Linked DNA regions of Gossypium hirsutum: region 1 is linked to region 2. Evidence: chromatin contacts called from public Hi-C data. All regions are on one chromosome and are shown on one strand. Each heading gives the region's core, a stretch centred on a gene start, on an enhancer-like site or on the middle of the called end of the contact. The rest is flanking DNA. Distances are from core to core; before and after follow the strand shown.

Region 1 (2,700 bases), core at 89-2,588, 110 kb before region 2:
AAAAAAAATAATTGTATTAACAGGGAAGGTAAAATTAATGCTCCCTGCTAATAAAACAAGAAACTTACATGTAAAGTTACTTTATAGCAATAAACCATAAGGAAAAAGGCTTACCAATTAGCTATATTTAAAAAGGACTCTGGCATTATATAGCAGAGATTAAAAAACCCAAACCGCCATGCCTATAAGATAAAGGAAATTTTCATATAATAGAAACACAGCCCTTAGCAGGCTAGTGGGCGGCAAAACTTCAAGTAGTAGAACGATGAGCAATTATCAGAGAAAAATCAATAAAAAACCAGAAAGGATGTACCATGCTAAATTTAGCAAAACTTCAATTAATAGAAGTTGAAAGATTAATTGAGATTCGACATGCAAATCAAAATCATCTGTAAAAAGAAACAATAAAAAAGAAAGCTTTAACAAGTTTACTATTTATCAGAATCAATCCATGACTAATGAAAATGACGTGGAAAGTTAAGGATATCCAAAATTACTACCGGAAAGAGGAAGTCTGGAAAAGTGATCCGCAGTTGAAGACTCCTCGTGTTTAAAATGCAAATGAAAATGAAAACGAAATAAAATAAATAAATAAACATAGTAGCAATTTGTATAAGAAGGAAACATGAAATGCAATCAGAATTCATGAATAAAAGAAAACAAATGTCATAAGAAAAAAAAATCATAAATTATATAAAACGTTTAGATATCATAACTAATTCAAACAAGAAATGCAATTTCGATAACCTAAAACTGAAAGATATAATAAACTTTTTAAATATATAAAGTAAGAAAGAATATATTACCCAATAACGAAGCGAGAGTAACTCCACGAAAGCGCCGGCGTCGGAACCGGCGAGGCTAAATCTTTTAGCAGCGTCGATCTGAGTCGTCTCGGGATCCGAGGCACTGATCGCCAAAGCCAACTGCATCTGAAACTCTTCTTCCAATAAATTAAAATCCACCTCATCACCAGCCGTCCGATCTCCCCCGGCCGATTCAACGGCCCCGATTCTCCCCAATGTACCTGAACCAACAGAAGACGCCGAAGAAGAAGAAAAGGAAGACGCCGTTTCTTGTCCCGTGGAGTTCGGACTCGGACATGAGCTGATCACGGGCTGCGTCTCCGTCAACCGTTGGTGCTCATTGAAACCGCCGCCGATATGGAGTTTCCTTAATAAATGCTTCATTTTCGGCATCGATCATTAACGGCGACTTTTTTCCCGGTCTCCGTTTCTTTATATTTTTTAAATTTTTTTCTTATTCTATTATTCCATCTGCAGACTTAACCTACGCCCACTAGTTTAAAAGCATATTCGCTTAACCTGCGCACTCTTCTCCGCTTACCCGTAATTGAAAAGACTTTTAAATTAACCGCTCACCCATTCCCTCCAATACACACACTCTCAAATTTAATAATTAATTAATTAATTCTACTTCTTCCCTTGATAGTACGATTTATACATAACCGTTTCCTCTCCATTTTTTATATCTTGCTCTTTCAATTCTAAATGTAAAGCTTGAAATCCTCACCCATAATTTATGAAATAATTATTTTTTGATATAATTTATTGTTGATTAAGATATGTTGAAGGAAGAGAATGAAATTATCTGGGAATAAACCTAAATTCTTATACTTTTAACGTAATACTTTTGCAGCCACCGAATTTAGGTTGAATTTTTAAAAATTATTATTTACAATTAAAATATAACAGATTCATATTTAAATTAAAATATAAGATTAATACTAATAAAATAGCAATGGCCACAAATAAAATCCCTATACTTAATCGAGAAGTGCTTTATATATATATATATATCACTTACGAAACAATTCGTCCGTGCATCCCATCAATTACAAACATGATCTATTTATTTGTAAAAGGAAAGTTGAAGAATTATTATGATAAAAAACCCTTTCACCTATCAACGGTTGATGGCTTAGCTAACCCAAAATAACAAATTATATTTTAAAAACCCAAGTTGAATTTATGGTTTGAGAGTTTGAGAAGTTTCTAAGAAGGAACCTTTTCTTTGTAAATATTGCGACTTCACTTGAAGAACAAGATTGGAAACAAAATGGCATGTGTCTCCACGCTTGGTCCCATATTTTTGTTTTAGGTTACGTTTAGGGGCGGCGCTATAAATTATTATTATTATTATTATTATTATTATAACAGTATAAAATTTTAATGTTTTTAAATAATACAAATTTTATTTTCAAAGTTACTAAATTAATTAAGTCAAATATGAGAACAGAAAACTTTAGAGACCAATCAATTGAATTTTTTTTTCAATTTAACCCGTTTGCTTCCATCACAAACTTAATCAAAGTAGACCAAAATAAGTAAATTTAATTAGTTGGATGATTATTTTGAAAGTTTTAAAAGTTAAGTGACCATAAAAGAAACTTAGGCATAATTGTGTGTCCTGTAGTGAAGTTTACCCTAACATCTAATACAAGTAGATTTATATATTCTAATTACTATTCGCAACAGATACAGATACAGTGTAAATAACAAATTCACTCTTGAGAATATTTAATGGATTGGAATATATAAATTATTTAATTAATTCCAATTCAAACCCACATGTATCCAACTATGATCTTTGATTATAAAACAGTCACTTTTATTTGTCTTATGTTTGAAATGTTATATTTTAATCACTTACGTTATCGTTTTGTTACGAAGTGGTCAC
Region 2 (2,700 bases), core at 88-2,587:
GGAACCCTAAACCACTGAACCGAAGAGGTAGTGGAAACTTGGTCATGGTCCTTAACCTAAGGGACCACCATGGACCTGGGGCACCAAAAACTCTACAAATTCGGCAATGTAAATGGAGGTAGTTGCATACCAATCCACCTTTATCTTATCGACGGCAATTTCCCCTCAAAAAGGGCTCTCTTTTCTCATTCACCTTTATTAGATTTGTTCACTTGCTTTTCTCTGGGATTAACCAGAGGACAAGCTTCGTCGTTCTCTAGTTCATCTTGGTCTTACAAGAACTTGGGAGCATTCTCAAAGAGATTAAACAAAATTATAACTCAAAAGATTATGAATATATTTTATTTTTATATTATGCACATACTAAAGTATAATTTAACAATATTAAATCAAAATAGCATTAGTAAAAGAAGGGTGAAGAAAAATGTGAAGTTGTTATGGATATAACCAATATGTGTTTTAAACAGCTATGCAAGCATGACATAAAAAGTGAAGGGAACAATTCCCACCTCACCCCCTCCATACTCATCTCTAACCAACCCTTACATAATTTAAAGGAGATACATGAAAATTAAGGACAGATTTAGATATCTAAACCCTAAAGATAAACTAGTTGTATGAGTTGTATCTCATGTGAAAATCAAATAAAAAGGGTTAAATTAATGCAAGTCACCCTTCCCAAGGACACCACATCCCTACAGTCCAAGGGGTCTCACTGAACGCCAAATTCCACTGATGGGACTCCTCAAGTTCCATTGACACCCAGCCTAGAGCTCGTGCCAGCCATTGATCATCATCACAGACGTCCATTTCCTTTACTTCATCTACCATTACACTTTTGTTATCGTTAAACCCCATCCCAATAACCAATAACTCCTTCGTGGGTGCCACCAACTCAATGCCAGCCATCACACTGGACGACGAGTCAGACATCGAAGCCCCGCAGCTCTCGCCAAAGAACGGAAGAGACGAAGTTACTGTGGGCGAAGCGTTGTAAGAAGAGCTTGTCACTGTTATCTCTTTGTATAGCTCTTGCATTATCTCCTCCAGTTTCTCTTTTTCGACCGAACCCTCGTTGGAAAACTCGCTTTCGTCGTCGGATTCCGCCAGCAAGACGCTCAAATTCCCGGAAAATTCGCCGGAAAGTTCAGCCTCCGGGGACTTCGATTCTTCTCCTTCTCCCCCTCCCCCTCCCACTCTTATCGTCATCGTGTTTTCTTTTTCTTTTTGAGAGAAACGCGTAATATAAAGAGAAGATGTCACGTAGGATGCAAGTGTAAGAGAGATGACGCGGCGAGCAAAGAGTGAAAGAGGTGACTAAAAAGTGGGCCCCAATGATTTGTCAACATTATAGCAATAGAAGGTTTCTTTTGGTTCAGTATACCAATAGAGTTGGTAAGGCCTTGTTTGGAAGGTTAACATTACATTTTTGTGGTCAGAATTTTGCTTTTGGTAATTTATGTTAATTTAATATACAATTTTAAAAATATATAAAACCTTACATTTACGATGCATATTAATTTTTGTTTAAAATTATTTAAAAATCGAAGAAATTAATGTATTTAAATTCTATTAATGATATTTAATATTAGAATAATACTAAAATCCATCATGGTTTGAGTATTAATACTACTTAATTATAGTTTAAATAATGTTATTAGAGAAATTATTTGGAAGTGTCATATAAGGGTGAGGCCGCTTGTGGAATAAAATAATATACTGCGAGTGTATCAAATACTCACTCATATTATTAATATATTTTTATAGATTATGTGTTATATATTGTTAAATTAATTTGTTTTAATGTTATAATTGTTAATACTCGATTTTTATATTTATTTTTCCTCAATGAATATAATTAACTCTTATTATATTTGAAAAATAAATAAATTTTATTTTAATATGTGCCTTTTTCTAACTATATTTAAACTTAACAATTTAATATTTACCAGTCTTAAAAGCTAAGCAAAATTTGAAAGTAAGACTTTATATTTAATATATAAAAATCTATATAAAATAAATTTAAACGAAAATGCATGAAACAACTTAAAAGATTAAAAGGTCATTTACCCAATATGGAAATAAGTGCTTGAAATGGAAAGTGTGACATGTCTAAAAATTGTAATGTGAGCATAGATACTTATTCCTTATTTAGCTAGAACCTAATAAAATACATTACTAATTTTTTATTTGATGCGATGCACGGACTTGTTGTATATATCTTTTAAAATATATTTATTTGTTAATTTAAATTAATTTTTAAAATTGGTAAGTTTTAACAAATAAAAATTAAAATCGAATGTTTCTTTATTCATCATTTATGATATTATAATGATGGTAAATATATTTTTATATATGATACTAAATTAACAAAACAAATTTTTAAGTGTATATTTATTTCAAGATTTTTAATGTAATTCCGTAATTATTAATAGTAATATATACTAAATATGTATATATTCATGTTAAAAATTATCGTAACTATTGTAAATTTTTAAATAATTTAATTAATTAATATAAAAACCAATATGGAAAAAGTAAAAGAAGATACGTGTTTATTTTGATATTTTGTCCCACATTAATTATATTCATTTAAAAATGTTTAAACCAGCCTTAAAAGAACTATAAACTAAATTTTTTAAAGCTTTTTTTATTAACGACATGATTTATTCAAAATATAATTGGACAGAGTTCAATTTA

What was found. A called contact is a pair of places that touch in the nucleus more often than the background predicts.
Region 1: a contact with region 2 is called in a Hi-C map of leaf, with 1.8 times the contacts expected there. The contact joins two enhancer-like sites. A contact is called at or near these places in 10 of 34 Hi-C or Micro-C datasets (callus, leaf and seedling).

Annotation. Positions count from the first base shown.
Region 1 is chrD06:19,360,684-19,363,383 of Gossypium_hirsutum_v2.1, reverse strand. It overlaps the pseudogene LOC107942904. Among protein-coding and RNA genes, the nearest start is that of LOC107895346, 21 kb to the left of the region's middle. Within about 2 kb of position 1,338, at least 9 of the 9 cell types and tissues checked have an H3K27ac peak or open chromatin away from gene starts, as enhancers often do. A contact at or near this core is called in leaf, where this site is marked.
Region 2 is chrD06:19,248,663-19,251,362 of Gossypium_hirsutum_v2.1, reverse strand. No RefSeq gene overlaps it. Among protein-coding and RNA genes, the nearest start is that of LOC121218500, 14 kb to the left of the region's middle. Within about 2 kb of position 1,337, at least 9 of the 9 cell types and tissues checked have an H3K27ac peak or open chromatin away from gene starts, as enhancers often do. A contact at or near this core is called in leaf, where this site is marked.